2 separate regions of the Ovis aries genome follow, and region 2 is linked to region 1. The links are chromatin contacts, called in public Hi-C maps. All regions are on one chromosome and are shown on one strand. The core of a region is the stretch at or near the end of the contact, and the rest is flanking DNA. Distances in the headings are between cores, read along the strand shown.

Region 1 (5,606 bases), core at 1,313-3,812:
TGAGCAATGTGCCGGCTAAACCGTCTTTAACACTGAAACGTTCCTGCAGACCTCCGCCTTCCAAGGCAGCTCGCATCCTCCGCCCGCTCCTCCCTCTGTGCATTCTGAGATCAGCTCTGCTGATTCCCACATAAAGTGGGTCCTGGCCGCCATTTTAGAAAGTCATTCACACAGGCCGGACGGCAGCACCATCTACTTAAAAAACCTTCCAAGACTCCCTCGGATGACTTCCTTTTTCCTCTCGAACCCCTCATCTCGCCAGAGGAGTCAAACTGCCCGCGACAGGCAGACACTGTTTCTAGAATCTGCATAATGCCGAAATGACACTTCTGGCCACGTAATACTGAGGGGCAAAGCAAATGCTGCAATGCACGTGTTTGCACGTCGGTGCCTACGAATTTCCCAGGCGGAGACCTACAGAGAAGGTCCGCAAGAAGATAAAAGCAAGCGCATCTAAGTGGCTTTTCCACTCCAATAATCTTGCGCCTGAATGATTTTTCCACCATAACAATGAAGATACGGGGCCTCCGTATGGGGTAAGGGGTGGAGCAGCGACAGGGAGCGAGTTCCCATCTGCTTCCCCACGAGCCCGAGATCTCCCCTTTGTCACAGGGGACACAGGCGAGTTTTCGCTCCTGCCTTCCCGCTGCCTGGTTTCTCAGCACAACGTAGTAAACACCGGGAGTCCCTGGAAGCGCGCCTCCTCCAGTCTCGCCGAGGACAGCTTTAGTGGGTTATGAATGGCCTCACTATTCCAGGCTCCTTTTCACACGCGGACACGCGCAGACGCGCGTTCCAGCGGTGAAGATTTAATACCCCAGTAACAGCAACCACCAACAGAATCAATGATCCTCCATTTGAAAGAGCGGAGCTCCGCCGCCGCTGCTTCCATTTCCTGATCCAAGCTGCTCAGGAGCGAGCGACGCAACCTATTTTTCCCATGGTGACTCACTAATAAGGGCGCTCCATAATTTCCTTCACTCACTAGATAGTAAGAGGAATTAAAAGTAAACCAAACTTAAAACCTTCCGAGGTCTTGAATATCGGAAGAAACAGTCATTTCTGAGGACTATCACGTATCTGCCACGGTCCTCTCGATTTACATCGCTGTTCAGTAAAGCGTCATTTTCGGTTATTTCACACCGAGGGCTCCATCAGTGATGGCAGACAGTGATTTCACAAAATAAAAACAAATGCTGAACGCTACTAAGTAACTAAAATGTATCAAGAACATTTACTATCCCTACTACCCCTGAACAAAAAATACACTCTGGGAAAAATCTTTCTAGAAGAGCTACATTTAACCTGAAAAGGCTTGCATTTTTTAACCACTAATGTATGAATTCTGGGTGGGAGGGGAGCAGCCTTATAAAGGCTGCCCAGTGTTCAGACCCCGAGGCCGGAGCGTCGGCGCGGCGGGGACTCTGTTGCAGGAGGCGGCTCCTCCTCTGCGAGCGCTTGGTCCCCACCGTCCTTCCCATCCAGGGACCCCTGAGCGCTGAAGGCAGGAAGGCGAAAGAGCCGAAACAGACGCACCAGCTTATTCTCGGACACCATCCTCCGCCCAACCCCCCAAAACAAGGTGGGGAGAATCTGAAATATTTGCGTCCATTTAGTTTCTAGGTCTGTGAGCCTTCCATGAGAGGTCCCTAGAATCCAGCAGTGTCTTTCCAGTTCCGAGATGCCCCCATGTCACCTACCAAGACTTTTCCGTTTGTATAACCTTTCCTTTCGCACAAAACCCTCTCTAGATCAGACATATCCACGCGTCCGCAGGGTGAGGAGCGGGAGTTGCTGCGGGACTCGGGAGTTGGCCGGGCCGAGGGTTGTCGGGGTGGGGTAGGGGTTCTGGTCCCGGCTCAGGGGCGGCTCGGTTCGGGCGTGTTGGCCGGGACAGCCGCACCGAACCCGGGCAGCGGCGCGCAAGGACGCAACCCCACCGTCGGCTGGCCAGCCTGAGAACACCCTCCCGGCGCCGGCTTCGCTGAGGCCGAGCGACAGCCGCCACCTTATTGGGAAGGGAGAGGGTGGGAGCCGGGCCCGCTCCGCCGAGGCCCAACGCCGCGACACGGACAGAGAGGCGGCCAGGCAGCCGCGCGCCCTCCGCACCGGTCCGTGGGTCTGGCCCGGGTCCCCTCACCAGTTCCGCGCACGGGGAGGGGCCGGCAACGGGCCGGAGTGGGCAGCGGTGCCCGAGGAGAGAGCGCGGCCCCGGGCCTCGTGTCACTCACCGTTTGAAATGCTCGATGATCTTCTCTTCCCGCACATTCTCCGGTAAGTTGCCCACCCAAAGGTGCCTGGTTTCCCGGACCATGCTGGGCGGTGTGCTGGCGACCGCTGGTGCGGGTTCCCCCTCGCCGGCTTCGTACGAGCCCGTCAGCGCCGGGAGGCGGGCGCCGAGGAGGCGGCGGCGGCGGCGGCTGCGGCGGTGGCGTCGGCAGCGGCGGCGGCTCCTCCGGCTCCCCCCCGTGCAGAGACCATCCCTCTCCCCCAGGTTCTGACTCTCGGGCCTCGCAGCTCCGCTCTGCCGCCACCACACACCCGAAGCCGACCCTCGCGCTCCGGAGGCGCATGCGCCCGGGCAGCGGCGGGCGGGGGAGCGGGGAGGAGGGGCGAGCGGGACCCGGGCGGCAGCGACTACGATGGAGCTGGCGCTGTGGCAGCCGGACGCTTCCCACCGGCGCGCGCGGCCCGCCTCCCTCAACGCGGGCGCGCGCTCGTCCGCCCGACCGCCCGCCGAGGCCGAGACGCCGAGTTCCTCCCAGCCGGCGCGCAAGCGCGCGAGGTAGGGAAGAACGCGGGGCCAGGAAGGAACGCTCACGCGCTCGGTCCCAGTGCGCAGGCGCGCAGCACTCTGTCAGGTCAAGCGCTCTTTCAGGCTTGGGGCACAGCGAGTGCAGGAGAAGGTACCGCCTCCAGCCCCTCGAGCAGGGGTCCCAGGCGCTGGCCTGGAGGAAGAAAAGAGAAAGGGGGTTGGTATTCACTAGGCTGCGTGTCAAAGCGGCTGCCGAGCCCTCTCTTCTAGAAGGAGTCAGGACTCCTTCCGCTGCTCACCTTTGGTCAGCTTCTGGCCGTTTCCGGGCACTTGGAGCCGCGCCTGCTTGGGAAAGTATCAGAACAAGGCCGCCTTTCTCACCGCCCATCTAAGCTATGACGGCTGCAGAAACCCATCCCTCCCAAGAATCATTAGCTTGTAACATTAAGCAATTTTATTTTATATAAGATCTTGCGAAACCGTTTGCAAGATTTCTTTGCTGATCGTTACGGTATACCAAGAGTAGAACTGAAATGAGATGGTTACATGTCTGGATAGTGTTCCCCTCAGAAAATTTACTAAAAAATCTAAGCAAAAAAAAAAAAAAATCTAAGCAGAGGGAGGGGATTGGAACCCCAGCCTTTCCAGACCTAAGAGCTTTTAAAATTTAAAGCCTACAGTTGAACTTTTTAGTTATCAGAGCCCCGAAGAAAACTCATAAAATTAAGGCAACGGTATTGAGTCCAGAAAAATTGAATTGTTTAGAACAGTCAACAGCTCAATTTTCTTTTACGTTTTTTATCTACAGAAAAACAATCATAGGTGTAGTGCTTTACAGACCAGATTTTAAATATTAGCTCTCATTCACTGTCTCCTTAAATACAAGCCAACTTATCAAACTGATACTTTGAATTGGAACATATGGTCACCATAATTAATGGCACTAACACCTGGGGTCACTGTACATAGTTAAATTGTCCCTTTAATTCCACAGATGGTAAAGCTCCAAGTAGGTTTTTTGTCATATAGCTTAACAAAGGCTTCTTAATGATGTGTCAGAGAGTCATGTCAGATAGTCATATCAACTTTTCTTGTATTTGGGTTCTGGGTCTATACTGTACTTAAGTTTGATCTCAGCAGGTCTGCTCAACTGAGATATTCTCTTCCTTACTCTTAGGATATTAGAAGACTAAACAAGCACTGCAATCCCTTACACAGTTACAACAATTACAGAACAAGATGTGCCTCCTCAGGAGACTACTATCCATTGACATGATTTTTGGATTTTTGACAACTTACTCATAAAAAAGTACCACAACAACAGTGGCAGTCATTCATAATTTAGTTAAGGCCTTTAACGCCACCCCAGAGGTTCACCTTGTCTTCATGCAAATCAGTCATTAAATGACATGGAAATATTTTTTCTTGAAAGTATTATGGAATTGATTCCTCAGTAAAAGTAAAAGCAGATTAACCTATATTCAGATGTAGGACTAGACATTTACATTTGGCCATTTGTCTGTCACAATTATCACATAAGGAGTGTCAGGCCAGCATACAGTTATCTACACTCATGAACTACATAGTTCTATATACGTGGCTGCAGTTAGCCTTGAACTGACTGGCAGTTTTTCATGAAGCATAAATTTCTATATAAGTAGCCACAATTTGAAACACACTTTAAAATATTATGTAAATTACTCATTTAAAACCTGAGAGGTCCTGAATTAGCTGCATCTTCTTAGTGTCACAGGAAGAACAGAAGCTCAGCTCAATCTCATTTTAAGGGGCAACAGACAAAGAAGATTCAAAAAACAGCACCTTGCAATTAGAGAAATAAAGAATATATCTCACCTTGAATGCAGCCTTCAGTTAAAATCATGCTGAAGAAAATTCAAGGGCTGAAAAAGGGGCAGGGGGGTGGGCAGCTTTTAGAGCAAAATCATTAGAAGAGAGGCTAGAGTCATTATTAAATGTGGTATTTTGTATCCATCTACAATAAAAGGATAAGCTAAAACAAAATAAGAATTAAGAGGTATTTATAATTTCTCTATGGCACAAGAATAGGGAGATAGTAAATGAAAATTGAAAGCAACATGTTTGCCAACTAAACTTTTTTAATGTCATTCTCTTAGATTTTCCTAAAGATCTTGTTACAGCAGTGCTGTTTCTCCATGTAAACAGAATAGATATGTAATTTTACATCAAGTTTAATTTGAAATGGCAAAGTTGTTTGCAAATACTTCCAAGCCTCCCACCTTTTGGGAGGTAGCAGAAGAGAAACTGTGGAGTGGATAATTCAGTTCAGTTCAGTCGCTCAGTCGTGTTACGTACAAATTGTTAAGCAAAGTTGAGTTAAAGTTCTCCTGAAGACCTTCAGAGATCACAGGATATCAAGAAGATGATTAGCAAATGCCAAATGAAGTTAATATCATTTCCCAGTTTGCCAAAGATTTATCAAACAACTGAGAAACAGTCTCTGTTTAACAATATAAAAGCTAGAGAATTCCTTGGCTGTCCAGTGGTTAGGACTCAACGCTTTTACTGCCCAGGGTCCAGGTTCAATCCCTGATCAGGGAACCAAGATTACACATGACACAAGGCACTATATATATATATATATATTATATTAAGATATTTGGGCTAGCAAAATCCCATTAAACATTACTTGATAGCACCTCATACTCGGATTCTCTTGAAGTTTATTTTCATACTTGTTTTCAGAATTATAGGCACCAAAAGTAGCAAGCAAGGTATTAATTTAGCTTCTTGGGTTTTTAAAAATCTGATATACACATCTCAAAAGAGAATTCTCAGCCTATTAAAATCTCACTACATCAGCCTAAATATA
Region 2 (5,915 bases), core at 1,703-4,202, 45 kb after region 1:
CCTCGCCTTCCCTGCCCTCTCTTTCATCAGTGGGTTCCCCCTCCCTTTTCCGTATGTGTCCCTTCCTCCCAGCAAAACAGGTCCATCTGCAGAAAATCCTCTGATGGCCTCCTCTGGTCCTTGTGTTTTCCTGTCACTAATGGGCAGTGCCTCCCAGAGCTCGCAGCCTTCTCTTTTGTCCAGTTACTTTTAAAAATAATACACTTTTAATTTTGGAATAATTTTAGACTTCCAGAAATGTTGCAAAGAACACAGAGAGAGTTAGTTACCTTACACCCTACACCAGCTTCCTTTTTGATAACATCTTACATAACTACGGCCCATTTGTTCAAATGAGGAAACCAACATTGGTACAAAACTATGCACCAAACTCCAAACTTTATCCGATTTCACCAGTTTTTCCACTTAATATCCTTTTTCCATTCCAGGATCCAGTCCAGAGAACCACATTGCGTTTAGTCATATGCTATTTGTGATGAGGAAAGTATAATTATCTCTGTTTTACAGATGTAGGCTTAAAAAATATTCACAACCTAAAAGTTGAGAGTTATGTTTTATTCAGTGGAAATTTTTTAGGATTTAAGCCCAAGAGGCAGCATCTCAAGTAACTCTGGGAGAACTGCTCCATAGAGGCAAGATGAGGTGTGTGTGTGTGAGTGTAGGGGGGAGGGTTAGGTTACACAGAAGTCTTGCGACCAAGGGCAGATAGTATGAACATCAGCAGATTATTGTTGGACTTTCCTGGTGGTCCAGTGGTTAAGAATCCACCTGCCAAAGCAAGGGACACAGGTTCAATCCCTGGTCCAGGAAGATTCCATATGCCTGGGGCAACAAAGCCTGTGCATGGCAACTGCTGAGCCTGTATGCCCTAGAGTCCAGGCTCTGCAACAAGAGAAGCTACTGCACCTCAATGAAGAGTAAGCCTGTGCATAGCAACGGAGACCCAGTGTAGTCAAAAATAAAAAATGAGATTTATGGATAAAAAAAGATTGTTATTAATTGAAGAAAACCAGCTATCCCAAATTAAGGAATTTAGCACTTCTCTGTGTATGGGAAGATGCAAATGTGTGGGCTCATTGACTCATTCCCTCAGCTACCTGGGGCCAGTATCCTGTGTTTTCACATCCTGAGTTTCCTCAGGGCTCAATGTGGGGAGTGGCTGCAGTTTGATGGCTGCTAGCCGGCAGGTATTCTTTCCTTCCTGAATTTCCTCAGGGCTCACTGGCTCACATTGAGTGAAGTGAACGTGGCTCAATCTCATGTCCGACTCTTTGCTACCCCATGGACTATACATATACAGTCCATGGAATTCTCCAGGCCAGAATACTGGAGTAGATAACCTTTCCCTTCTCCAGGGGATCTTCCCAACCCAGAGATTGAACCCAGGTCTCCTGCATTGCAGTCAGATTCTTTACCAACTGAGCTACAAGGGAAGCCCAAGAATTCTAGAGTGGGTAACCTATCCCTTCTCCAGCAGATCTTCCCAAACCAGGAACTGAACCAGGCTCTCCTGCATTGCTGGCGGATTCTTTACCAACTAAGCTATCAGGGCAGCCCTTGGCTCATGTTGGAGGGCTGCAGTCACTGATGACTGTGACATCCTTGTTTACAGGAAATATTCAGTTTCTTCACAGATGAAGAAATAAGAGATGGGAGGACCGAGTGACTAGCTAGGAGGTAAAAGCAGTGGTGGAAAGGGATTAGGTCCTGACATTTGGAGCTAGAATCCACCCCTGATGGATGGACCGCCTCCCCGTCCCCTAGGATGAAGCAATTAGAGATTCTTCTCTAGTGACCAAAATTCCAAGAATAGTAGATCAATTAAGGCTGGACCCTGCACAGACCACATATTTCTCACTTCTGAAGTCAGGTGACCTCCCTGAGCACACATGCGCAGAAAAGGCTCCTTGGAGGTCAAAGAGGATGTCAACAGATGTTCTACCCCAGACGCCTTTTCGGTAGGATCCATTTTGGCTAACAGAGGGTGCACACACCTGGGAGGATCCTGGGATATACCAGATATGGACTGTCAGCCAGGCAAGTCAAACTGGCCAAAGAAAACCCAGAAGAAATACCCCATGAAAGTAATTCAAACTGCCATGGGGGCATGACTCAGCAACTCAGGGACTCTCCCTCTGAGCCTGCCCATGTGTCTGTTCACACATACTGTGCTCTTTTTCATCCTAATAAACACTTTACTTGCTTCACTACTTTCCGTCTTTGTGGGAATTCTTTTCTGCAAAGCCCAAGGGCCAGGGCCCCTGTCACTGACCACGGGTCTAGTGGCTAGGATCCGGTGCTTTCACTGCTGCGACCCGGCCCAGTCCCAGGCTGGGAACCCAAGCCTCAGTCCAAGCCACCGCAGGCCGAGGGCACTGGAGCAGTGTAACATAAGCTTCAGTTTCCTCGTCTGAAGGGCGGATCAGAGGTAATTACCTCACGGCAGGAGTGAGGACTAAAAGAGCCCACGTCTATAGACGCCTCCTGCCCCTGACATGGTAGCTGTTGTCAGAGCTGTCCGTGTCATCATTACTGAGGCGCCCAGATCTCTTCAACTCCAAGTTCTTGTTAAAGGTTATGTCTAGAGAAGGCCGAGCCCTTCATTCTCTGGGTCCCTTTACCAGGGAAGAGTCAGGCTCTAAACACTGAGAGAAATCCCGGGTGTGGTTCCACCATGGTCGGTGGCTGTGCATGGCATCTCCCTGGACCCCAGTGTCCTCACTTTTAAGGCGGAGATGTGAGGAGGTGCGGGGAGGACTCCATGGGGCGGGGCCAGCCCCCAGAATCTGTTAGTGCGGGCCATTCCTGGCCCCCCAAGTGGTCTTGGCCCCCCCTGGGCAGTCACAGCCTAGGCCTCCTGGTTAGGCAGGTCCACTGGTCGTTCCAGGTCTCTCTGTCTGCTTCCTACCCCTGCTGAAACCCCGTCAGGGGTAATTAATCACCCCATCTCTCCAGCCTTGCCCCAAACAAGAGCTCAGAAAGCCAGCTCCCTCTGCTGTTCCTTATCCTCAGGCCTAAAGAGGCTGTGTCTTCAGGGAAAGTGCTGGTTAGAGGCTTAACAAGAGGGAGAGCCAGGTCTCGCTAAGATCTCATCCCACGACCTGAGCAGAGCCCTCCCTGCCCCACCCACCTCGTTCAGCCGCGGCTCTGGGAGGCGGCTGCCACCTGCCTGCTGCTACTTGTTCCTCCTCTGGGTCTTCGCTGGGGCATGTAGGATCTAGTTCCCTGAAAGAGATCGAACCCAGGCCCTTTGCATTGGGAGGGCAGAATCTTAGCCACCGGACCACCAGGGAAGTCTCACGCCTACTGCTTCATAACTGGTCAGTGAGGAAGGTCGCAAGCCACTTGCCATCCCTCCTGCCTGAAAGAAGTGCCCAAACCACCCGGTGAAGGAGGTGTTGAAAGGTCGTGCGTGCCTGTGTGCTCAGCCGTGTCGACTCTTTGCCACCCCATGAACTGTAGCCCCCAGGCTCCTCTGTCCATGGGGTTTCCCATGGACAATGAGCAACAGAACAAGAATAGGACAAGAATACTGGAGCAGATTGCCATCTTCTACTCCAGGGGACCTTCCCGACCCAGAGATCGAACCCATTATCTCCTGCACTGGCAGGCAGATTCTTTACCACTGAGCCACCTGGGGAGCCCTCATTAAAAGATCATTTTCAAGGAAAAGATCATGATTCCATACAGATAAAAAGATGAATATATGTTAAACATTTTAATTTATAAGGGAACCAGGCAGATGTTATAACCAACAACAGAAGAACACTCACATTCATAGGTCAGGAATAATGAAATGAATGGGCAGAGTGAGGTGAAACTGATTTTTCCACAAGGGGATAGGGAAAAACTCTAAGACAGGATAAATTTATCAGTTGCTTCAATTTACAGGGCTGTAAAACAGCTCAAAAATGATGAAAGGCTAGAATCCACTAACTCAGAAGACACACTGCATGGAGACAGTCTGTAGTTTTCCACTGAAGAGCACATTTTTCTTTTTCTCTGCAAAAGGAAGGTCATGGCTAGGGCAGACTCCAAGGTCTCTGAGCTGACGACCATTCATGAGATTAGTGTGACTCACACACCATGAGTGCAAGAGCCTTTCTGAACGCACCGGGGAAAATACACCTCACTTGCAGAAGCCCACACCCTAAAATCAACATCTCTTCGAAATGAAGGCCTCAAGACATTTAAGATTGTTTTCAGCTGGATTTGGGCATCTGTGTTACATGATGGGCTCTGGAACATTCTTGAATATCTTGTGGGTCTATAACACTGGCTTGTAGTTTTTACAGGACTCTGATCCTGACTCTGCTGTGCAGTCCTAGGCAGTTACAACCATCTCTCTGATTCTCTGACGTGAAGTTTGTGTTTGCTCTTTTATTTTTCCCACTGTGTAGCATATTTCCCTGACCAGGGATGGAACTTGCACCCCCTGCCATGGAAGCATGGAATCTTAACTACTGGACCCCCAGGAAGTTCCCGTGATGTGCAGCTTGTCTCTGAACTGGGATATTAACAATAGCTACTTCATAGATTATTGTTTTTTACCACTAGGTATTCACAATATCAGCACTGTAACTTAATAAAACCATTTCTCTGAAAATGTCCTGTGGTCTCTGAGATTCTTCTTTATCAGCCCAGCCTTCTCTTCTCTCCCCTATCCTGATCCCTTTCTGCTCTCATTTAATCGCTCATTTCTATTTGTGTCCCTAGCAGAGTAGGGAGCAGCATTTGGTTGACCTGCAGGGGATGGCATGTGCTGGGTGTAGCCTTAGGTAAGGGGGACTTTGGGGACAGGGTGACAAACAGAAAGGCTCGGAGTTCCCTAGCAACCTCATGCTGTCCTTTGTCCCGATTCTGTGTTTATTGAGGCCAGGTTCTCAGATAGGGACTTACAGTGGTGGAAGCGTGGGAACTGCCAGGGGGCCCTCCTAATAGGTAGGAGTTTGGACATTTGAGGAATTCAGTCTCCGTCCAAGATGGTGTGGTAGGCTTGCAGCAATTCCATAGCCACATTGCTTACTTATGCAACCACATGCAGTTGGCAGGCAAGAATGATTCCCATTTTGCATCTAGAGAAGCTGAGGACCCCTATGAGAGGCTTGAGAGTTGGATGCCCCAGGGCTCAGTGCCCGGCTCACTAGCTGATGCTGCCCTCTAGTGGCCATGCAAGGCACTTCAGGAAGCCCAGATCTGCCAGCAGCGTCTCACTGGATTTGTACACAATGGAAAGACTTCATAGGATGCCAGTGGCAGGCATGGTACGTCCCCCACCTCAGCACTCCTACGTCACTTTTATCAGCTCATCTCCCAGTCTCCACGCCTTAAATTATGTATATTATTTAACTTGGTAAAATGTCGATAACATAAATTTACCAATCATAGGACTTCCCTGGTGGTCCAGGAAGAATCTGCCTGCCAATGCAGGGGACATGGGTTCGAATCCTGGTCCAGGTAGATTCCACATGCTATGGGCAACTGAGCCCATGAGCCACAACAATGGAAGCCTGTGCACCTAGAGCCTGTGCTCCACAAGAGAGGCCAATGCAGAAAGAAGCCCCCACACCACAACTAGAGAAGACCACGCGCAGCAACGAAGACCCAGCAAAGCCAAGAATAATAAAGTAATAGCACAGAAGAGAGCTTAAAACATAAACACACAACTGCTTTAAGTGTACAGCTCAGTGGCATCAACTACATTCACACTGTCATCTCCAGACCACTTTTCTCGTGCAAACTCACACTGTGTACTCACTGAACAACTCTGTACACCACCACCCAAAATCCCTACCCCACCATCCTAGTAATCTGCCTATTCTAAGGTCTCACATACGTGGACTCATCAGTATTTGTCTTGTCGTGACTAGCTTACTTACATTGCTGAAATCTCCCTAGAGGATGACATGGTTGGA

Evidence for each region. Hi-C and Micro-C count contacts between places; a contact is called where the count stands out from the background.
Region 2: a Hi-C map of omental adipose tissue shows a contact between it and region 1, with 1.9 times the contacts expected there. The contact joins the enhancer-like site here to the promoter of SPEN in region 1. A contact is called at or near these places in 7 of 16 Hi-C or Micro-C datasets (blood, hypothalamus, muscle and 2 more).

The regions. Positions count from the first base shown.
Region 1 is chr12:51,037,303-51,042,908 of ARS-UI_Ramb_v3.0, forward strand. SPEN (spen family transcriptional repressor) reads right to left here and starts at 2,563. Exons shown (of 13, transcript XM_060396580.1): 1 at 2,232-2,563. The coding sequence starts at 2,314. It also overlaps the pseudogene LOC101109110.
Region 2 is chr12:51,081,924-51,087,838 of ARS-UI_Ramb_v3.0, forward strand. LOC121820798 (a long non-coding RNA gene) reads left to right here. Exons shown (of 2, transcript XR_006061502.2): 2 at 4,401-4,608. Among named protein-coding and RNA genes, the nearest start is that of FBLIM1, 30 kb to the right of the region's middle. Within about 2 kb of position 2,953, at least 4 of the 54 cell types and tissues checked have an H3K27ac peak or open chromatin away from gene starts, as enhancers often do.